Linked DNA regions of Mus musculus: regions 2, 3, 4 and 5 are each linked to region 1. A link is a contact called in public Hi-C and promoter capture Hi-C data. All regions are on one chromosome and are shown on one strand. Each heading gives the region's core, a stretch centred on a gene start, on an enhancer-like site or on the middle of the called end of the contact. The rest is flanking DNA. Distances are from core to core; before and after follow the strand shown.

What was found. Promoter capture Hi-C pulls out the DNA fragments that hold promoters and counts their contacts. Hi-C and Micro-C count contacts between places; a contact is called where the count stands out from the background.
Region 2: a promoter capture Hi-C map of the 3T3-L1 cell line shows a contact between it and region 1, with 2.5 times the contacts expected there. The contact joins the promoter of Eps8 here to the promoter of Mgst1 in region 1. A contact is called at or near these places in 1 of 39 promoter capture datasets (the 3T3-L1 cell line) and 1 of 484 Hi-C or Micro-C datasets (pre-B cells).
Region 3: a promoter capture Hi-C map of liver shows a contact between it and region 1, with 1.8 times the contacts expected there. The contact joins the enhancer-like site here to the promoter of Mgst1 in region 1. A contact is called at or near these places in 9 of 39 promoter capture datasets (the 3T3-L1 cell line, the HPC-7 cell line, HPC-7-derived erythroid cells and 6 more), 1 of 15 datasets of contacts at CTCF or cohesin (pro-B cells), 41 of 484 Hi-C or Micro-C datasets (the HPC-7 cell line, LSK cells, the N1E-115 cell line and 27 more), 5 of 115 datasets of contacts at active chromatin or transcription factors (astrocytes, bone marrow-derived macrophages, embryonic basal ganglia and 2 more) and 3 of 9 other capture datasets (adipose tissue, liver and pancreatic islet).
Region 4: a Hi-C map of nephron progenitors shows a contact between it and region 1, with 2.8 times the contacts expected there. The contact joins the enhancer-like site here to the promoter of Mgst1 in region 1. A contact is called at or near these places in 11 of 39 promoter capture datasets (the 3T3-L1 cell line, the C10 cell line, the HPC-7 cell line and 7 more), 1 of 15 datasets of contacts at CTCF or cohesin (pro-B cells), 46 of 484 Hi-C or Micro-C datasets (the HPC-7 cell line, LSK cells, the N1E-115 cell line and 30 more), 7 of 115 datasets of contacts at active chromatin or transcription factors (astrocytes, bone marrow-derived macrophages, cardiomyocytes and 4 more) and 4 of 9 other capture datasets (adipose tissue, liver, macrophages and 1 more).
Region 5: a promoter capture Hi-C map of hippocampal neurons shows a contact between it and region 1, with 3 times the contacts expected there. The contact joins the enhancer-like site here to the promoter of Mgst1 in region 1. A contact is called at or near these places in 5 of 39 promoter capture datasets (the 3T3-L1 cell line, Sertoli cells, embryonic stem cells and 2 more), 1 of 15 datasets of contacts at CTCF or cohesin (embryonic stem cells), 54 of 484 Hi-C or Micro-C datasets (3T3-L1-derived adipocytes, the AtT-20 cell line, B cells and 35 more), 7 of 115 datasets of contacts at active chromatin or transcription factors (astrocytes, bone marrow-derived macrophages, cardiomyocytes and 3 more) and 3 of 9 other capture datasets (adipose tissue, liver and pancreatic islet).

Annotation. Positions count from the first base shown.
Region 1 is chr6:138,138,643-138,143,110 of GRCm38.p6, forward strand. Mgst1 (microsomal glutathione S-transferase 1) reads left to right here and starts at 1,885. Exons shown (of 4, transcript NM_019946.5): 1 at 1,885-1,964.
Region 2 is chr6:137,647,360-137,651,827 of GRCm38.p6, forward strand. It overlaps Eps8 (epidermal growth factor receptor pathway substrate 8), which reads right to left and starts at 1,926. Exons shown (of 22, transcript NM_007945.3): 1 at 1,693-1,926.
Region 3 is chr6:137,781,714-137,786,181 of GRCm38.p6, forward strand. Dera (deoxyribose-phosphate aldolase (putative)) reads left to right here. Exons shown (of 9, transcript NM_172733.1): 5 at 1,216-1,350. Among named protein-coding and RNA genes, the nearest start is that of Dera, 29 kb to the left of the region's middle. Within about 2 kb of position 2,413, at least 48 of the 459 cell types and tissues checked have an H3K27ac peak or open chromatin away from gene starts, as enhancers often do. A contact at or near this core is called in adipose-derived mesenchymal stem cells, bone marrow-derived macrophages, granulosa cells and 1 more, where this site is marked.
Region 4 is chr6:137,802,731-137,807,198 of GRCm38.p6, forward strand. The region is part of intron 6 of Dera (deoxyribose-phosphate aldolase (putative)); the gene reads left to right. Among named protein-coding and RNA genes, the nearest start is that of Dera, 50 kb to the left of the region's middle. Within about 2 kb of position 2,096, at least 13 of the 459 cell types and tissues checked have an H3K27ac peak or open chromatin away from gene starts, as enhancers often do. A contact at or near this core is called in embryonic stem cells and nephron progenitors, where this site is marked.
Region 5 is chr6:137,868,706-137,873,173 of GRCm38.p6, forward strand. No RefSeq gene overlaps it. Among named protein-coding and RNA genes, the nearest start is that of Gm38552, 14 kb to the left of the region's middle. Within about 2 kb of position 2,281, at least 16 of the 459 cell types and tissues checked have an H3K27ac peak or open chromatin away from gene starts, as enhancers often do. A contact at or near this core is called in brain and hippocampal neurons, where this site is marked.

The DNA of each region.
Region 1 (4,468 bases), core at 635-3,134:
GAGGGAGTTTCTCTGAGAGATTTTTTCCCCCCTTAGGGTTAAAAGGGTGATAAGGAGAAAGGTTAAAAATTGGAATCCTTTTTACTCAAACTAAGACAAGCTAAACAATAATACTTATCCTTTTCAGTCATCTAAAGCACACCGAGGATGCAAGAGGAAGGGAAAAGCTGTGCTTGCACCCACAACGCTGGGGTATAGCCCCCCTTTAGCTTTAAACTTCATCATCAAACCAAGTATCTTGCATTCACTAAAGTGTTTGCTGAATTAAATCTATTACAAGCAAATGCTCATATTATACTAAAGACAGCAACAGATCTTTCTGCTATATGCACACGTAAAATCACATTTACCAGATGGTCAATAATTAGTAGGGCGTTACAGCAGAAACCCTTTATGTATTGATTAACTAGCCGATAGTTTGGACAAAGTTCAATGAGATCATTAGATGACTGAGATGCTCTTTGTAAAAGTGTGCCCTTGTTTTCCCACTGGCTTTCCGAAGATAAGAGTTAAGAATTTTTGTGCACCTTTCTGTGTAATCTTGCCTTCAGGATTTGTGCTGTCTTCCTTGGTGTAAATGAAGAGCTCTTTAAGTCCTTGCAGTACTAACCGCTCTCAAGGAAATTCAGAAAGCTCTGCTCCACTGCACTCAGTGTTCTGGTGTGGCCCCAGAGAGGAACTGAACAATGTTTTCAACTGAAATGAAAAGGTCGACCAAACACTCTTTTCAGATGTTCTACCAATCATGCCTTTAAAGAAACCATCTTCAGGACTGACTGACTTCAGCTTGGGTCAGCACATTGCTTCTTAATTCCTTTTAGTTTTTGGAAGGGATATAAAATAGAACTGTCTACTGAATCTTGAAAGTCAGAATCAGAGTGGGTCCTGGTGAGAAAAATCTTAGCCCTTGGGGGCTGAGGCAGGAATGGTCATAAGTTTGTGTACAGACTAGTGTGTACCACGCGTTCCAGACAGGGCTAAGTAACAAAATCCTCTCTAAAACGACAAATAAAACCAAACCAAAGAGGCACCCAGCTAAAACTCAGAAAATTAAGTGGTTCATACTGAAGAAGGAGGAGGAAGAAGACGAAGAGGAGGAAAATGAAGAAATAAAAAAGAGAATAATCGTGTAAAAGAAAGGAAGGAATAGAAAGAAAGGAAGAAAGAAAGAGAGAGAGAGAGGGAAGGAGGACAGGAGGGAGGAGGACAGAAGGGAGGGAGGGAGGGAGGGAGGGAAGAAAAGAAAAGAAAGGAAAAGAAAAGAAAAGAAAAGAAAAGAAAAGAAAAGGAAAGAAAAGAAAAGAAAAGAGAAAGACTGATTGATTCTCAGAGCAATGTGGGGCACAGGTGTAAACTGGTAAAGTTCCCGAGTGAAATGTTGCAGATGGGAACTTATCAACCTTAGAGCTCTCAGAGCTGGAGCTTGGCCATTACTGTGGGGCTCTGTGATGTGCAATAGCTTTGATGTTGCCCTAACGACCCTGCCCCCTTGCAACACTTTCCTAAGTCACTGTGAAACAAGTTAGTTGCCTAACAGACTCATAATTTCGCAGGTTTCACTTTGCACCCTGAAGGTATTCACAGCAATAGAGCCCCTCCCCCGAGATTTACATTTCCTTAAAACATTTTCTTTTTAGGTTTTCCAAATTCAACACTAAGGTCTTTTTGTTTCCAGCGACATAAAAGTTAGCAACCCCTTCCTTGCTTCCCTTCTTCCGGAGCCGGAACAGAACTGCCAAGATCCTTAGCAGAGAAAGACCCTCACCAGCCACAGCAGTTTCGGGGCGATTCAGGGGTGGGATTTGGCAAGCTCCGAAGGCGGGGCTTGGCACGGTCAGGAGGCGGGGTGATTAATAGAAAAATAGCCTGAAAAAGGGCGGTGCCAGCGCGGGTCCTGTTGGTGAAAAGTCCCAGAAGTGCACAGGCTCGGCAGGACAACTTGCAGCCCTTCTCCCTGGATTCAGGTGGGTGCTGCGCACGGCCACGGTGCTGCTCCCAGGCTAGGAGTGGGTGGGTGCAAGGGGCCGGTGGGTGGCAGGTGTAAGGCTAGAGAGTGGCTGTGCCTGTTTGAAAAGCCTTTGTTCCCTTTAGTTGTTTAAATGACCACCCCCCGCCCCCATTTTTGTGGCCCGCTCTAAATGAGAATTGTGCTTTTCTGTTCCTGCATTAAGTTTTCCTTTCTCAAACTCCAAGAAGAAACTTGGGAGCACGAGTCTTTTCATGTTTAAGAGATGGTTTTCTTATTTCTTATTTTCAAGCCCAAGTAGCATTCCCTTTGAAAGGGTCTCTTGATCTTGAGGGGAGGGGAAAAAAAATACATGCAAGTTGTAACAAGATGAGAAGTCACTGCGGTTTCAGCAACTTCTGTCCTTTCCCAGGGAGTAAAACCCTACAGTGTCCCGGGTGACTTGGACATGCAGGCCTTTCAACTTGTTGAAAAGTTGTTTGCTTTTCTAGATTCTCCTGTGGTAGGCAAGAGAAATCTCTACAAGTCTTTACACTGGTACTTTTGATATCATATGACTTACAGACTTAGCAGAGCAGCAGAGCGTGCTCTGTTGTGACTGTAGCCTGATGACCAAAGACCTGAGGGCGCAGCCCTTGGGCAGCTACTCCCCAGAGCCGCCCTCCCCTGTGGCCACTGTAGTCTGGCCCCACTGAGGCTGTAGGGAAGGTGCCTGGGACTCTGATCATGTGTGTATTTCTGTTCTTCCTCTGTTGCAGCCCTCTTTTCTGTCCTCACAACAAATGTGTTTGCTGCTTTCGATCCATTGAAAATTGAAGAGTCATGGCCTTGTGGCTGTGTGCCCAGATTTTCCAAGTTTCACAATACTGATGCAGATAGGGCAAACAGTTTTGAGAAGAAAAGAACTTTGCTTTTTCTTGGCTGAGGGCCCATGAGGAGAAAGAGGAGTATTTCTCAACTGCAGATAGCACTGGGGCAAAATATGACAACAGGAGTTACAGGAGAAGCTTCCAGGAAATGAGAAAACAGCACCCCACAATTCCTAGAATGGAATTGTGAGTCCAGGAACTATACAGGTCGGCGATGACAGGGCTCCAGAGACAGGCAGGTGGGGTCTCCAGTCTCCATTGTACCACCTGGCCTTATTTATACCCTACTCAAGCTTCTTTCCTTCAAAGTAGAAGAAAATGGTTTCTGTGTCGGAGTCTTTCATCCCAAGCTGTTTTCAGTCAACTGGTGGGCATCCCTTTGCTCTCTCCTGACAGGCATCCTGGGTAGGTGAAGAGACCCTTGTGTGATGGTGATTGTCCCGGGAGAGGGAGGGCCTAGGGCTTAGAGGGTGGACTAGCAGGCCAGGCACTGAGCTACAAACACTTTGGAAAACAGAACCCCACTGTTTTAGGATCTTGAGAGAAAGGTTTAGCCATCAGAACCTGAGACTTGACACTTGGCCACTTTTGTTATCCGCAGCTTCCGGCTGCGATGAGGTCATAGCAAACTGTAGGTAGTACCCTCTACTGCTGCATCTTCTACAGGCCTCAAGTTCTGGTCCCCTTAGGGTTGAGGGTAAGAGGCTCATCAGCCTTGGCAGGGTTGATGTTCTAGCTCCTGGGCTTGGAGTAGGGAGTCTAGACATTGAGCAACTCTGGAGTTTCTGAGTTCAGCATCGGAGTTTCTACCTTTGGCTCTTATTGTCTTTCTCACCTCTATTTTACCTCCTTTCTGCCCCAGTTGCCCCTAGCACCCCTCCGCTGTCCTTCCATGGCTTTTGTCCTGCTGCCTTGGGACTCAGTGTTCTTCCTTGGCTTCTCAGGCAGGTCGCTATGCTAGTGATGAACAGCACATGAAGTCAAGAAACTGGATGTGAGGATGTAGGCTTGGAACCCTAGCCCTTGAGAGGCTGGGGTAGGCATGCAGTGAGTTTGAGGCTAATCTGGGCTACATTGTGAGACTCGATCTCAAACGATCACATGTACACACTCAATATATAGACGATAAAAGGTTCTCAAGGGAAGGCTTTTGATGCTGCCATGCCAGGAAGCAGCGTAGAAGGTGCCTCTATGTTGGCTTACAGAGTAATCCAGAGAGAGTAGGTTGGCGCAGATCATAGCAGGCATTCATGAGTGAAGGGAAGGGCTGTGTTCTCACCCACCGTGGCACGGCCCCTCATACACGGGATAAGCTGCATTTGCACCAATCACAGCAGTCCACCACATGCAAAGAGAGAACTGCTCAGCAGCTAAGCTCCCAATTGGACTCCCCTCTCACTTGTGGAAAAGGTTTTGAGGTTTCCAGGATTCGCCCAGCTTGTGATGACTAAACATCTGGTGCAGCCATGGCTGGGACGAGGCCTTCAGGAGCCAGGGATGTGCATTGGAAGCAAGCAGCTGTGGTACTGTGTTGCCTACTTGAGGTGTCCATAAGGTACTCAGATGCTGGCGTGACAGTACTCCATCTGGGTGACTGACTGATGCTCTTGGGCATCAGTCATGTGCTGTGGGC
Region 2 (4,468 bases), core at 676-3,175, 490 kb before region 1:
GCCTCTGACCACAAATAAGCAAAGTGTTCAAAATTAAACACCAGTTTCCTGTTAGGGGATTAAAACAATCATTTGCCAATTATAATGATACTCAATGACACTGGAAAGTGAAAGTTACAAAGTAGACGTCCCAATTCAGAGAGCAACACTTGGCTCAGAATAGTAGGATTTAAAAGATACTTTCTTCTCCTCTCTCTCTCTCTCTCTCTCTCTCTCTCTCTCTCTCTTTTCCTGCTATGAAGGAAGTGAATGACTTGCGGAATTTTACAAAGTCTTAGTCTCCTATGGTGCGGGAAGGGCTTTCTACACACACAAGCTTACTAGCTTGTGGCTCACTGTACCCAGCCGGCTATGTGATGAGTCTACAGAGAAGCTTAACTTTCAGGTGGTGCGAGCTCATCACTCACAGATTTCCCACCCCAGCAAACTAAGAACTACAGCAGCGTGCCCCAAACCCTCCAATCCCCAATTTAAAAACAAAACAAGAAGGAAATCTTTACTAGGTGAGGCGAGATGTCATTGGCTTTCATTTCAATAGACTCACTGTCCCAAGATCTACAATTCTACACAATGAGCGCAGCCGTTCCAAAACCCAGGGAGCCTTAGAATGGCATCCTTTCAAGAGCGAGAAATTAGAAACAGCCCGCAACACAGACACTTTGACGATTTTTTTTAAACATAAAAAAAGTCTTCCAGGAATCGTAATTCCACCTCCTCCCCAAAGTGGCAAAACCAAATAAAACTTCAAAGTACCCACACGTGTCTGAACCAAGTTGGATCTGAACTATCTTATTCGCTTTTTCGTCTCTTTCTCTTACTGTCTGAGGCAAGAAGGGAAACCTTTAGAAGAAAAGCAGCCATGCATTCGCTGAAACACTGGCTCAGGAAGACCTCCTCTTCTAATGCCTCGCTGCTCCAAATGTCTATGGATTTTAAGCCCAAACCCTAGGGCGTCCTGCCCCGGCGAGATGCCAACAGCACTTGGGGGCTACAGGAGGAGGATTTGAACAACATGGCTCAGAGAACCGGGCAAAGATTTTTGCATGTGTATTGTAGTCATTGAAAGGAAGGAAGGGATGAGACCCCGGGGCGCCTTCACTGTCTCTCTCGGTGGGTGTGGAGCCCTCCGAAGCACTACTGACAGCCATAGAGAGGCCATCTTCCTAAAAGTAAAATGGTGTTGGAAAGTGATCCAGAATTCACAACTATTCAAACACAGCGAGCTACCTCAACTGGAGGGTGTATACCAGGGCGGGTCCACATCTCAAACAGGTTTCCTAAGGGGTCCCCACTTGAGCTGGGTGAGAGGCGCTCCGAAAGCCCTGCATCTAAGACGTTAGGGCGGGGTGGGAGTCCAGGTGTGCGGAACTCAGGTACGCCCGCGCAGCCCAGGGGAGCGCGGGGTCTCTCGGGGGACCTCGGCGACCACCCGGGCGGAGGAGGCCGCGGGGGGATCGGGTCTCCTGGCTTCGGGGTGCGCGGAGCGGGCGCGGGGACGCGCTAGGGCGGCAGCGCCGCGCACACCTGGCCGCCGACACACCAGTTGCAAAGGGTCCAAGTGAACCGCAGCGGCCGCTGAGCCTGGCACCACTCCGGTGACGGCTCACAAAGACCCTTATGGGAAAGCGAGAGGGAGCCCATGCCGCGGGAATCCCACCCGGGGAGCCGCACTGATGTTCGGGGGGCTCTTACCTAGGATCCGCCCTCCGAGCAGCCGCGCTCCTCAGGGAGTGCCACGACCTCCCTAGACGCGAGGGAGGTGACGGAGGGAGAAAGATCCCGGAGCTGGAGCGCCCGCCGCGCCCCGCTGCAGACACGCCGCTGGGGCTTGCCCCGCGCCCTGCGCCCTGCGCCCTGCGCCCAGCGCCCCGGGAGCCCGCTTCGCCCGCCGCCCGGGCCGTGTGTGCGCGCCGCTCGCTCCCGGACACAGCCAGCGCGCGCCGCGCATGCCCAGCAGCGAGCCGGGAACGCGCGTTGCCCCGCGCGGCCGGGAGAGGGCTCCGTTTGCAAGATCTTGAGGACAGTTGAGTCTCTAGTAGACCCTAGGGCTCTGGATAGAATCTCAAGGGCTTCATCCCACAAGGCGAGCACGGCACCCCGCAGGGGAGACCCGGGATCCCAGCCTCAGAGTGGTGTCTACAATTCCTCAAGTGAAATGACCTAGGTCTGCAGAGCACAGCCGGGGGGGGGGGGGGGGGGGATGCCGCAGGCGGAAAGAGCGCTCAGGTGACCGCGGCCAGATCCTGCCACACAACTGATGACTAGTGTTAATCTGGGAGTTACTGCCCTACTCAACTACCAAGAAGAGGTATTCCCCAGCCTCTGACCTGTGACCTGTGTCCATTGGTCTGCTCCTGTACCATCTCTCTTCAACCAAAGCAGTATGCAAGTGGTACCCAAGGGCTTCACTGGTTTAGAGAGACTACAATACTCCAGTCCCTGGATATAGCCAGCAAGCCCAGACCTGTCTCACCAGGCGTCCTGGATCCCATTTTTCATAGGAGCTCCTGCCAAGAGTCTGGTGTAGTTTCAAGTATGGGAGACTCTTTAGTCCAGTAATAACTACTCACCACTGCTCAGTGCTCCTTGGCTCGATCACTGAAGCCACAAAATAAGGATCTGCCAGTCTTCTCTTCTGAACCTGGCATTTTCTTACCTTCTACAATACCTCCGTTGTCACAGCTACGCCCCCAGACACCCTGGCCCTTCTAACTTCCAAGGCAATTGACTTCCAAAGAAGCCAAGGCAGACTATTAAACAAAACTTGGCTTAAATAGCTGGGCCTACCTGCTTTGCGAGGCAAGCAAAAGCTCATTCAAGAGACCGTGAATTAGCAGGCCAAGATGGAGACTAAAAGGGGGCAGTGATGGGTTTTATGATTAAGTTCGGTCTACTGCCTTCATCCAGAATCTTCCTCCATCCAACATTCCCAACAGACTGACATCCACTTGAGCATGTCCAGTGTTCGAAATAGCTGGTTTTGATAGATGGTATAGAAAACTAGGATTGTTAATTGACAATCTCTGCCAGGAGCTACAAATTTTACTTTACACCATCTCTAACCCTTAAAATGAATCACCGCTTTAGAAAATTGGGAAAATGTTATTCAGAATTTTCTTTTTGCCAAAGCCAATAGTGACATTAGGATTGAAATCCAGGTCTGCCTACTCCACAGCTTACATACATAGATTTATATACTCAGATCAACTCTCCTTCAACTGTAGACTGGGAAAGATGGACCCTGAGGACTGACATGAAATTAATCTTGCTCCTTACAGATATTGTAAGACTTGAAATAGTAGAAGCAGGTTAACAAATAACCAACATAGTAGAAGCAGGTTAACAAATAACCAACAGAACCTTCTGCTAGTTATTTTGAGACATGCCCTCAAAATGTTTTTCCTTTGACTGGTCCTCAAATGGCAGAGAAATCTGTCAAAACCATTCTTTTCTGACTCAAATGAGCTTTAGGGTTTTTTTTTTTTCTCTGAAATTACACACACACACAGAGACGCTCGGCAAGAAACTAAAATCATCACTGACCCTTTGACCCAAGAAACCCTCCCAGCAAGACATCCCAAACCCATATCTGGTTTTCTTTTGGCAAGTGGACTGCCTAGAGTCAAACAGAAGAGGCCTGGATAAAGTGAACTTCACATGAACTGTATGTTCGACCTTAATACTCTCTGTAATTCTATATTGTTCAACCTTAATTTTCCCTTTAAATTTTATCTTTGTATTAGGGTATAATTTCATAGAAATATTAGCTGTCAACATAACCTTAAACTATAAGTTTGATGTATAGGTCTTATTTGTTTCATTTGAGTAATTTGGATTATAATCTGCTAAGACTCAATGTCAAATTTTCCTGTTTAAATTTTTTAAACAGATTTCTATTTCTTCTCTCTCTCTCTCTCTCTCTCTCTCTCTCTCTCTCTCTCTCTCTCTCTCTCTCTCGTGCGTGCATGAATGTGAGTGTGTAGATGTGCCATGGCATGCCTATAAAGATTAGAAGAAAAATTTTCAGACTCAATTCTTAATTCTCTCCTTACACCATGTGGGTCCCAGGAACTAAACTCAGGATATTGGTAGTAAGTTCTGTCACCTGCTGAGCCATCATAACAGCTTGGTTTAGCTCTTTAGAGTGCTATCATATATGTTTTTATTGACTGAAGACCTCACTTATTGTTAGGCATGTTTGGCACATGCCTATAATTGCAGCACTTAGAAAACACAGCCACAGAGATTAGGAGTTCAAAGCCACCCTTTGTTATATAGCAATTTCAAGGTTAGCCTAAGCTTTATAAGAGCTCTTCTCTTCGATCAAAAGGAAAAAACTCACTTGTTAATGGCATATGGAAAAAATGTAGAGGAGAATAAACAGAAATACATCAAATAGATGAGCATCCCAAGTGTTGATTGCGCTTACAGCTGGGTATAAAAGCTACATTCCAAAAGTTTCATTTCA
Region 3 (4,468 bases), core at 1,163-3,662, 360 kb before region 1:
CTATTGCCAAGGCTGGCTACCTGAGTTGGATCTCTGAAGCCTACACAGTGGAAGGAGACAGCCAACTCCTCCTAGTTGTCTTCTGACCTCATGTGTGACACACACACACACACACACACACACACACACGCACATTAAATGAATAAAAGAAAAATAAACAGATGGTTAAAAAAGCCTCCTAAAACATGTGTCTGTGGATGGACAGATGAACGGATGGACGGATGGATCCATGGAGACAGATAGTATTATTAGATTCGAGTTTTTAAAAGGCTACAAGGATATCCTGGTGCTTTCAGTAAACAGTCTGAGCCAGGTGTGGTGGGACATGCATGCAGTTCTAGCACTTTAGAGGCTGAGGGGAGGACTGCTGCTAGTTTAAGGCCAGCCTGGGTTACATGGAAAAACCATGTCTTGAAAAGAAAAGGAAAGGGAAGAAAAGAAAAGAAAAGAAAAGAAAAGAAAAGAGAAGAAAGGGAAAATGCAGTTTATAAACATCAGCTTCTTATTGCATTATGGAAAGATGATGTACTATATATATTTTTTTTAAGATTTATTTTTTTATGCATATACGTTTGTGCTTTCATGGGTTCTGCATCAAGTCCTGTGAATGTGCACAAACGCCAGAAGAAAGCATTAGATCTTCTGTGTGGGTGCTAGCAGCCGAAGTTGGGTCCTTCATGAGAGCAGCCAGTGCTTTTAACCCTTGACCCGTCTCTCCATGTGCATGTCTGTATATAGCCTCTCCGAGAGGGCTCCCAACATATTTGAAGCTGTGCCTCCATAGACCATAGTGTTTTCACCATCTCAGGGCGTTCAGCCCATTACTTACATAACAGGAAGATGTGTTTGGCCTGTGGTAGCAGACCTGATAACTGAAGGAAAGGGCAACAGACCCTGTGTAGAATCAGAGGTGGGTGAATGAAAAAGAAACTCAGCTGATATTTAGTTAGTTGATAGTTACTCAGCGTCCCATGCAAACATCTCTGCAGCAACTTCACCTCAGGTCTTCCAGAGAGACATGTATCATGTCCCTGAAAATGTATGTACACTCATCCCACTACTCCAACTTTGTCCTGTGTGGCGTGAGTCACGTTTAGGTACCGTTCATGCCTCATTTCTCAAAGCCGCACTTACAAACTGACCAATTGAGGTTTGTCCCTTTTTTCCCCTCCCTCATTTTCTCCCTCTGTTTTCTTTCTTTGAAATCTCTCCCAGTGGCCACTGGCTTTCCAGCTGGACAGACTCATTTAAAGACTCGATTGGAAGAGATCAGACTGGCCGTGGAGGATGGAGCTACTGAAATTGACGTGGTCATTAACAGGACCTTGGTGCTGACGGGCCAGTGGGAAGGTAGGTGCAGGTCCTTGCTCCCAGGGAGCCCCAGCCCTTCCTGGTGGATCATGGGGAGATCTGAACGGAACACAGCAGGGCTTAGGAATCAAGTTCCAGGCCACAAGTCAATGGTCAGAGGAACATGGCTAAAAGTGTCCCTCTCGATTTCCTTATAAGTCTAAGCCCTTCTCTGTCTGTAGGAACAGGTTACGACTCTCTGTGTAGTTAGGGGCACAGTCATCCCGTGCAGTAAATCCAGTTTAAAAATTATTAATTTGCTTCTCTTTTGGAAGAATTCCTACAGTTTTGTACTGTTTCGTTATTCAGTAAATAGGTCGCTCCAGGCAAGGCCTCTAAGCAAGGTTTACTCTGGGACGCTGGGGAGGTTATCGTTTTTCACATTAATATTTGTGGACGGTGAGGATGTGTGCTAGTATTAAGCTTATTAAATGCCCCTTTTCTACCTTAAATGTGATTACATAGTCATCTGTAGAGTTAGTGTCTCACCATTATCCTAAGCTGGGATAAGATAGTGTCTACCCTAGTAGCAGGATGCTGTTATACAGTGAGGTATGAAACAATCAAATGAACTTTATCTGTTCCTATATACATATATCTTACATCCTAAAGATGAATCTGTTCCTATACATACACATATCTTACATCCTAAAGATGAGGATATTAATAACTAAAATACATACAATGCTCTCTGAAAAAGTTACCATGGCAAGTAATTTAACATTTTAGATGAAACTAAATTAATGCTAAGATAATATATTGTTTCTTGATAGATGTACATACCAAGTAAAACATATTTTTAAGTATGGGGGGGTTCAGTAGATCACTTAATTCATTTGTTTACTGGTGTGTATGTGGAGGGTGGGACTCACACCTGCCAGGGCTCGGCTGTGGAGATCAGAGGACAACTTTTGGGAGTTGGCCTCCTTCCTCTATGTGAGTCCTGTGGATCAGACTCAGGTGACCAGGTTTGGCTGCTGGCATTCTTAACCCTCGAGTCATCTTCCTGGCCTCTGTGTCACTGTCAGCTGAGACATAGCCATCTGATAACTTCGGTGACTCAATAACTGTGAACATAACAGCATAGCCAGCATGCGATTTCACCACAGCTGCCCTGTAAAGCCTATGAACAGTTTATTTCTGGAACCTTCCATTTAGTACTTTCAGACCTTAAGTTGATTCCTGTTAACTGAGACTGCAGATATTGAAACTAGGCACCAGAGAGGAGATTTGATAGTATATATCTGTAAACTTTTTTTCTGCCAAACCTATTCCACTGTTTGGCCCCTATTAACTAATTTTTGTTTACTTATGATGTAACAAAAATTCAGTCCCCAGTCTAGCCACAGGGCATTCAGAGGGAAGTAGAGTTATGTGGGAGACCTGGACCAATTCCATCTCCCAGTTCTGTAGTACGTGTGTCTACCACCGCGGCAGGAACACACCATTGTCTAAGGTGGCTTTCAAAGATCCAGCCTTCACCATCCTCCCCAGGGGAAGGAAAGAAAGGTCCCATCTGAAAACCTCTGCATCTTGTTGATTGCATCCTGCTTTCTTGAACTAAGTCATTTACATGGCTTCCATCACTGGCTGTGAGTGAGGCTACATGCTTTCCAGCTTGGAGAGTTAGCACCATTTCATGTCTCTCCCATTTCTTCCCCCTTTCCTATGTATACTACCGTTCTTGACAGTTCCAAATATCTCTTTTTCCTTGTGCCCATTTGTATTGCTGCTTGTGTGTGCTTTGGGCGTCCTTAATCCTTCTTGAAAGTCATATTTTATATATGTTCTTGTTTCTGTGTATTCTGCTTATAAGCTTTTGGTCATAGATTTTCAGTTACGATTTCAGAGTTGTGGATAATGTAAATATGCATATTTTAAATAAATCCAGATGCACATTCTTTATGTCTTTTACAAGCAGGTGAAGACACAGGCATGCAGTTTATATTATAACTTGTGTTCTTGTCTCTCAAGCTCTGTTAATTGAAAAGTGAAATCCAATAGGAGATGGGTTTTGATGTAATTGGCTCTCCTTCACAGACTTAGGGATGGCTGTTTCTGAGATAATAATTTCCCCAAAGTAGGCATTTCCACAAAATATAATAACACATTTTGTCCTAGACCATACTTTTCCATTAACTTTTTTCTATGGTGTTAATAACCTGTTGACCCAAACCAAATGGAAAAGGAACATTTAATGCTAGAAATTTATTTTTAAATAAAAGCCAGCAGTGACTGAAGCCTTTCCCCACTGCAGTATTTTGTCTTAATTTTGATTCTCAGCTTGATTTTACATTGTGTGTTTCCGTGCCCTGTTTTTATATTAGGGGTTTCCTGATTAAGAGCCTCTCATTATTTCTGTGATATGCACTGGTGGGCGTGCCCAGCAGGCTGTCCCATTTCCTGCCTTGGGCCCTCCCTTCTATGAGTTCTGTGAAGTTGCTTCAGGGATTATTTCATTTTCTTTCCACTGCAGCATAACAAACACCCAGTGAAATCCCCTTACCGTAAAGACAGGGCCTGGCCTGGCTCACAGTCCATTGTGGCAGAGAAATCACAGCAAAATCTAAAGTCAAGATTTAGGGGGAGAGACTGCAGTGCCCAGCTCACCCCAAAGAACAGCTACTGCTCCCCACATCCAGTGTGGATCTCTCATCAGTCACCCAGGCTCATCAGAAGTTCTCTCACACGCGTGCCCAGGTGTTTATTTCTAGAGCGATTCTAGATCCCAGCCAGTGGACGGTAAAGATTACCTGTTAACACTTTGCAAGTCACATCAGCGGTAGAGCACGTCCCACAGCACAGAAGCATGTGGTTCCATGGCGCTCGCTCCAGATTCTGTGAGGAGACTGGCTATGAGCTCCCTGGCTTAGTCTTGTTGCTCTGAAGAGACACCGCGACCACAGCAACTCTCGTAAACAAAAGCTGGCCTCCAGTTTCTGAGATTTAGTCCGTCGTGGCTGGGTGAGTGGTGGCGGGCAGACAGACATGGTGTCAGAGAGGTGGCTGGGAGTTTTACATCTGGAACCACAGGCAGCAAGAAGAGAGCTACTGTACATGGATTGAACTTTTGAAACCTCAAAGCCCACCCCCAGTGACACTTTCTAAAGCCACCGCT
Region 4 (4,468 bases), core at 846-3,345, 340 kb before region 1:
CATAGCTCTCGGTTGTCGGGCAGCTTTGGCTCAGCCGGGCACAGGACAGGGAAGTGGAAATGGATTTTTAAGAAGCAGGTGAAAAGGACAGTTCGTTTACAGCTGCACCAGAGGTTCATTGGGCCCAACCCAAGGTCTGAAGATGAGAATTGAGGGTGCTTCTGGAGGGGGTGATGTGCGGGGACCTTTGATTGAATGAGTGGGAATCTGGTGAGAGAAGTGGGAGTTAAGGAAGAGCTGGGGTGAGGGAATGTAAGAAACATGGGAGTGGGGGAAGAGGGGCTGTGTTGGCTTTCATCGAGTCCCTAAAGGATGGCAAGATATGAAGTGTCATGCTTAGAGAAAACAGACGCAGGAAGCAAGCTGATGTGCTTAGGTGAGGGGATTCTGGCCCAGCAGCCCATGCTGCACACTTTTCGAAGGCGGAGATGCAGAACTGCCTTTATCTTTGGGAAGCTAGGGCCGTCGGCGCGCTGGCAACAGCTGACAAGCTGTCCTCCAGGTTATTCTAGCCCTTATCTTCAGGGATAATACAGACAGATAAATAAGCATGGATACGCAGTCGTAAAGTCACCGGGCTTGAACTGCTGATGCCGATCTGTGCAGAGAAGCACTCGTAAAAACCTGGGGCTGGAGGGACCCGGGCCCACAGGAGGGTGCACCTTGACGGAACGGGCAAGGAGTTTTGAACTCGGCCAGAATTTTGCAAAGCAGAGGAAATAAAAGTGGGGCCAGGGAGTAGCAGGAGCCAGGGGTTAGCTGATCTGAAATCCAACCTACTAAGAAGAGAGTAATACGGGGACAGTGAGATGAAGCGGAGAAGTCGGAAAGTAAATAAGTGAGGTCATTCAATCATAAAAGACCCGTGAAAGTCCCGGGAGATTCACTTGGACCACAAGAAACAAAAAACAAAACCGTGCCGTGACTAAGAGCCAATTACTACCTAAAGCTTTAATATGATTCAAATGGCAAGTGACACCAGAAGATTGTCACAAGCCACCCTGAGTGCCCCTGTCATGTGCTGCAAGTCTTCCTTGCTCAAGGAGTATTGTTCCAGATGGTGCATTCTGATCCCCATGGTGTACCAGCCTGGTTTGTTTTAATGTCCTTTTAAAACAAGGTCTCATGTTTCCTAAGTAAAAGTGTTTAACTTATAACAAGAAGAGTTGTTAATGAGCCTCCACCACTGGAGAAAACGTAAGAACAGAGCAGTGTTGGGTTAAAGGCCGGGTGAGAGAGGCCGGGTGAGAGAGGCCGGGTGAGAGAGGCCGGGTGAGAGAGGCTGGGGGAGAGAGGCAGGGTGAGAGAGGCAGGGGGACACCGGGGCAGATTGCCCTTTGGGGTAAGAGATTTCTTAGAGCAGTTATTAGTGGTATGGACAGACAGACAGAGAACATTGCAGGGGCTCACAGGACAGTGCAGCCCACATGGCAGGAGTTGGGCCTCCTCCTTGTAGGTTTCAGAGGAAAAGTATGGTCTCTGTAACAGATCACGTGATTGATAAGTAGTCACGGGACAGGTTATGCCCAAAACAGCTCTGGGGGCGGGGGAAAGAATCTAGACGCAGTTACTCCACATAATCATAATCCAGGGCATTAAGTTACCGTACTTCTGGCAATGGTCACAGTTCCATTATAATGGAGTAGCCTTACATAATGGCATGGCCCCGGCTAGCAGCCTGTAACTATGACCCAGAGGTTGTATTTCCAAGACTGCTTTGAAGCACTGCAAAGCAGTGGAGTGTCGTGGAACTTTGTAAGACTTCACAGGTAGATGGAGAGGGGAGGGGAGGGCATGAAGAACTTCTGACTTGGTTTTTTGATGGAAAGAAAAAGGCTCAAGCTTATGTGTGGTTCAGGGAAGACACAGGGAGAGAGGTACAGAGGCATGAGGGGCTGGGGGACTGGGCTTTGAAGTGTAACTTTGTTTACACGTCCTTAAACTAGGCCAGGAAGTTAAACCTCTTATAGGGTGAAAACCAACCTGCTATCCCATCTGGGGAGGACTTTTAAATGCAGGCGCGCCATGTGCGCCCTGCCCGCCATGTACGCCCTGCCTGCCATCCACTCCTACAACAGGCATTTCCGCAGGTTCAGTCCCACTCATTTCCTTGCTGACCTTTGCTGAATGAAATAGGGTCACACTCAGCTTCCCGGGCCTGACCTCTGCCGTCAGGCATCTTCTCTCTGTGTGCCTGGGCCTCTTCTGTGGATTCCAGCCAGACAACAGACACTTTACTCAGTGTGCTTTCTTCTTAAATGATTACCAACTCAACCACCCCATTTCCAAATAAGCTCACCTTCTAGAAGAGGAGTCTAAGGTTACAATTTTGACTTCTTTTGTTTGGACATAATTCAACCTGTAGCAAAAGAAATAGGATTTCTTACTTCCGAGGGAAACATACGGAGTCAAACTAACAAACTTGAATTCAGGTAGAAAAGATTGATTTTTTCCCCCCTTTAAGCAATATATGTTGCGTGGAATGGGGAAATCTAGTAAACATTAAATATTTTTATCTGCAGAAAGCATTTGGTAGGACTCTCAATGGGAGATTAATGGCTAAAATAAAGAAGGAGGCATTAGGAGATAAATTTGCTTATGAGCAAGCGACAGAGACTTACAGGGGAAGGAAATTCCTTCCAGATTGGAAACGAGTGACGTACAGCCCCGGCCAGGAAGCAGTTTGGGGACCTGTGGGCTTTTCACTTTATTTTTATTGGACTTTGTAATAAAATACAGGTCCTCAAACAGTCCAAGACAGAGAGAATAATACTGCGAGCATCAGTAATCAAAAGTTATTCTCCATCATAAACTAAATGACTGGAAATAAATACAGACACGAGACTGCACCACGTGCTGTAATATTATAAAGCGGAGCCAGGGACTCTCCTGTGCTCTCTTTTCTTCTGCATGGATGAATATTTCTTTATTTGATTTCAAAGAAAAAATATTTGAGGGCTTCTAGGTTTACTTCATAAGAACAAATAAATGAAGAAAGATGTAGTTTTTTTTCTAAAAAATGTAGAAAGTTATGTTAACTGGAGGAAAAACTGGCTGACACAAGCCGAAGGTTGTACTGCCATTTCTAGAATAAAGAAGAGAGAGACCCTCTGTATTAAATTGCTCAGCCAAGCCATTCAGTGAAACGACTTAGGTAGTGAAGGGGCATTCCGGAAATCCACAGTTTCTGTCTGTGGCCCTGGCCCTAATGCAAGTGAATACAAACAAAGTCATGCATGCTAGCCGAGGGGAGCTGCGAAGCAGAGGGAGGGAGGTACTGCGGGAGCCCCTTTTCTTTTTAAATGTTTGTTAACATGGCTCTTTACAAGCCCGTAAACTTCAGTGATCTCCTATGTAATTTTTGTCTTCCCTCGAGCTAGTTAGGCAAGTGGGAAATGTGGTCTTCAGGTTGGAATCCCGCCTGCCACGTTTTCTGTGTGTAAGTCACTAAAGAGATCTTCGCTTACTCATCGATTTCCCTGTTACTTGCCAGTCAAAGAGTCTAAGTGGATGTTTGTAGGTAGATGGTGGAGGCCTGGGGGTGCAGCTCAGTGGTGGAGGGCCTGTCTGTTATGTCCAAGACCCTGGGTTCAGTCCCTAGCCAGAGTTAAATAAGTAGATAGAGAATTAATGCTGAAATGCCTAGAAAACTATTAGGATTGTAAACTGTTAAGCAAGCAAGCAAACAAACAAACAAACAGGGGAGCTGGAGAGGTGGCTCAGCCGTCAAGAGAGCCATTTGCTCCTGCAGAGGACACTTGCCCTGTTGTCAGGGTCCACATGGCAGTTTACAGCCATCTGTGGTTGCAGTTCCAGGGGAACTGATACTGTTTTCTGACCTCCAAGGCCACCAGGCATGTTCGTGGTACATAGACATGTTTCTATATCCTCATGCACGCAAAATAAGAATGAATCTTTAAAATGGAAAAATGTCTAAATAATGTTGTTTTGCTTGTTTTTAAAGAGTTCACTGACCTCAAACCTCTCACTCTACCACAAGAAAACCTGAAATACAAAAGTGTCCGAGCTCAGGAGGGACTAAAATATCAAGCCCGTGTAGATGGTGAAAGTGCTGCTGAGAGAGACAGTCTAGGCCAACACTCTTTAGCGAGACTTTTATGAGGATTTCCTCAAGAGCTTCATAGTTACACCGTTGATAAATCCAACTGTCAGAGAATCAGGTGTCAGCCGGTCCTGGGTGGACATGGCAGTGGGATGGCTAGTGTTTCCTTGGGTCCTCGGTGGGCATGGCCGGGTGATAGTTACCAGGGTGGGCGTGGCAGGGGGTGGTTAGTGCTTTTTCTGAAGTACTTCAGAAATGGCCATGAGTACTTCTGTTTAGCAGGCAGGACCCTGAACCGATGGTCAGGACAGGACTCTTTCTTCCAAGCCCTGCAGTTTAATAGTCATTTAAAAAGAGCCTGACATCAGTAGAAAGAGAATTCCTTGGTCCTGTGAAGGCTCGAAG
Region 5 (4,468 bases), core at 1,031-3,530, 270 kb before region 1:
GTATGTATATGTATGTATGTAGTGTGCATGTGTATATATGTATATGCTTTGTGCATGTATGTGCTCACATGTAGAAACTCAAGAAGTCGATGGAAGAATCATCCTCCATTGCTCTCTACTTTATTCATTGAGACAGGGTCCCTCAATCAAACCCAGAGCTCACCAACATGGCTAGTCTCATCAATCAGGTGGCTTTGGGCATTCATGTCTTTTCCTGGAGTTAGAATTACAGAGGAACCACTCGACCCACTCAGCACTTAATGGGTTCTGGGAATCTAAATTCGGGTTTTCATGCATGCCTGGCAACCACTTGAACCACTTTATTTATTTATTTTTTAAAATTTCTTTTTTTTATTAGATATTTTCTTTATTTACATTTCAAATGTTATCCCAAAAGTTCCCTATACCCCTCCCTCAACCCCCCGCCCTGCTCCCCTACCCACCCACTCCCACTTCTTGGCCATGGAGTTCCCCTGTACTGGGGCATATAAAGTTTGCAAGACTAAGGGGCCTCTCTTCCCAATGATGGCTGACTAGGCCATCTTCTGCTACATATGCAGCCAGAGACATGAGCTCTGGGGGTACTGTTGAGTTCATATTGTTGTTCAACCTATAGAATTGCAGACCCCTTCAGCTCCTTGGGTACTTTCTCTAGCTCCTCCATTGGGGGCCCTGTGTTCCATCCTATAGATGACTGTGAGCATCCACTTCTGTATTTGCCAGGCACTGGCATAGCCTCACAAGAGACAGCTATATCAGGGTCCTTTCAGCAAAATCTTGCTGGCATATGCAATAGTGCACTTGAACCACTTTAATCCCAGAAAAATGTTTAAAAGACTTTATTTGATAAGGGTCATAATTTAGTTGGAAGAGTGTGTAGTGAACAGTGTTATTTTAAAATTTATATACTTTTTAAATCTTTTTGTGCATTTATTTGAGTACACATACACTATACTTTTCCTATAAAGGTAGTTGTTTTTCTCATTTTATCATGTGTGTGTGTTGGGGGGGGGGGTTCCAGGGACTGAGCTCAGCTCATAAGGCATGGGAACAGACATTTCCACCTGCTGAAACATCTCACTGGTTCTATACATTGATACAGCCCTGGTATTTTAATTAGACAAAATGGACAACTTTTGTTTGACTCTCAAAGTCTTCATGGACTTTTGTGTCAAAGGAGAAAACGTGTAGTGCCCAGCAACTGAGTTTCTCTGTCCCCATGGGTCCCTCGTGTGATTAAGAACTTAGATCCCAGCCCCTGCTGCAGGGAAGTTCCGCTATCTGATGGGAACACAGAGTGAAGGCAAATTGGAAGCATGACCATGCTCCAACCACAGAGTGCCTGCTTCTGCTTCCACCATGACATGAGCACAGGGAAGAAACACCACCATGGGGCACTGATCAACATGGAAATAATGTGCTAATACGCCAGGCCATGTGGCTCGGTCCTCACCTCATTTCAGTTCAGAGATTTCATTGTAAAGTCATGTGCAAGCATGAACAAATGGGTAGTTTGGCCACAGTTAATGGATTTGAAATCATTATTAATTTTTAGCCCTATAAAAACATTGATTTAGAGGAACCTTTATAACATTGAAAGTGCATTGTATTTAGGAGTAATTAGCATCCTCTAATTAGGAAGAATTACCAAGTGCTTTTCTCTCTTGGCTCTGCGGAAGCTAGCGCAGCTGCATGCAATTTAATCACAAAGGAAACAGCTTGTGTTTTATGTTGAATCTGCCTTTAATGGATTAAAAAATATTCTTTGGTATCCTATTTTATAATTAAAAGATACATTTGAGTCACCAGTGTTAGAAAACGTGATTAGCCCAAATGCCATTAACCCTATGGGTCAGACCTTTCTCCTAGATGCACGCACACATACATACATACTCATGCATGCACACACAGACACACACAGACACACACAGACACACACACACACACACACACACACACACACACACACACACACACACACACACACACACGGTGGGAGCATAGGAAGTTGATCTGTCTGTCCATATGCTCATGAAGCTGTGTGTCTTAATACTGACTCCGCTATTTTTATTCCTCCATACGACTCCCATATTTTCATGTGCACTTAGGCTCAATGATGCTCTTTGCTAACCAGAGAGGCGTGTAGGCAATTGCTGGGTATGAAGATGCTGACATTTTCTGAATTTCGAATGACAAATGACATGCTCCTGTCAGCTGACTATAACGCAGCAACATATGGTGCTTCTGATGGTGGGTGTTATTTCAAAGTTTGCAAATCACACCATGAGAGAGTCCCTCTGCTGGGCTCCTGGAATACTTAGCAACTGTGAATCTGAAATGACAGTACAGAGAAAGCACTAAAAAGAAAAAGAAAAAAAAACAAACTCCCTCCACCTTGTTGACAAGAAGGCGGTAGAACTCCGAATGAGTGAACGCTTCATTGATTCTCACAGGTGGAGGGGTTGCGATGTCAATCTATTGAGAGAGGAAGCCTTGTGCTTTCCTTTTAGAAAAACTAGGAAATGGTCTAATTTCTTACATTAGCCTACAAATTATCACATTTCAGGGAAAGCATAAAAAAAAAATCCAGGGACTGACAATTAGAATAATTGTTAACTATGGTACAGAAAAGCTTGGGAATGGAGTCTTGTTATTTCAGGGTGTAGAGAAAGTTGACAAAAAGTGTGTTCATCCCCCATTTGAAAGATAACATCAAAGACTTGGAAAGAGAGTATCCCCTTTACTTTTCGAAGGCTTGGAAAGAAAGTATCTATCCGCTGTTGCAACCAGCCCAGTTTACCTAAAACAACCCTGTCCCGCTCTTTCCACCGGGTGCTTAGTTTCTTTAATAGTGTCCACATTCGAAGCATTTCCAGCACGGCAGAGTAACCCATCAGAAATGCAACAGAATTAACTCGCTGTCTGCTTCCATTTCAGCAATTTCACACAAAGCCCTCCCTAGACCACGGCCCAGGGCTCCTGCTTCTGTCTGCTCCTCCTGAGAATCCAAGCCCTTCCAGTGTTCCTTATCACAAACGAGACTGATTTATGCATAAAGAGTACACAGAAACTACCAGTGAGCAAGGATGGCATCTATTTCCCTCAGTTAAGCAACCCGTTTCATTGACCTTCCTCGATGCTTTCAGTAACTTTACCCCCAAATCAATGAATTCTGAGATTTTTTTTTTCATTCAAGAAATGGAAATTGTCCAGTAGCCTGAGGAACCCTGGGACGGATGCCTTTAGATAGTCTAGGTTCTTAACTTCACCGGTGTTAGGGGTAGGTCCAGGTGATGGCCGCAAACAGCAACAATCTAAGAAGAATGTCTGAATCAAATCACACGTTCACTCACTCGTCTGTCTTGCTTTTGAGTCATTAGAAAAGGAACGCTTTTCCTCAGCATACAATTAACCTGTTCAGAGCAACTGAACAAGAGAGGCTTGTGTGTGTGATTGCTATTGTTTATGTCTTTAAAAAAGTAATTCAAACAGGAAGTGACGGCGAGCCATAGTGTCGTGCTGCGAAGAGGCTGCCTATACAGACTGGTTATTTGGGGCCGAGCAGAGCAACAATGGTTGCATGCCAGGTACCCCTCACCATGATCTCAGGACTCAAAGCAATTCCCCAGCTTGTCTTTGCACAAATACGAAACAGGCATTTCTTCTGTGTGCATGTCTTAGGGGGAAAAAAAGGCATTTTGTATCTGTACGGACCCAATTATCAGTTTGTTGATTCTAAGCGGCACACAAATCTACTCTCTCTTCTCACTGAATGACGCATGCCTCGCCGAATGGCACTAGCCTGACCTTGTCAATAGAGGGCGCCGAAGGAACAACGTGTCTCTTCTGGATCAGCTTCAGTTAAGTTGGTATTTGTGGAACCTCCCTCTTGGACTCTTCTTCCAGCTCTGCAAATGCTAGTTTGAGACAGCTGTGGCCTTGCTGTCCCTCAGCAAACGTCTCTGACATTCAGTAAACCCCATCATGTGCTGTCCCTCAGGCCTGGTAGTCAGGATTATTTGCACACATGTATTATTTATTTAGGTGCTTTGCTTCTATCCTATACGAAGCTGAGGCTTTCTGAATCTGTTATTGCTGTATAGCTTAGAGATTCCAGATATTCCTATCTTCCATTGTGGTTAAACACTTTTACACTTGATCTTAGACAAAAGGCCAAGAAGTGATGTGTTAAACACTTTTAATACATAATATTCTTATTAATTCTTGATAACTGCAGATAATGTACTTTGATCGTATCTTCACTCTTCTCCCTAACTCCTTTCAGATCTGCCCCCACCCTGTTCATCTCCGTGTCCTTTTTATTATTACTATTTTTAAAATAACCCACTGGCACAGTTTATGCTGGCCATAATCTCCTTGGATTGGGCATCCATGGTCAACTTATCAGGGCCACAACCTCATTAAGAAGTGACTCTTCTTTCCCCCAGACTGTCAACTGTCCTCAGCT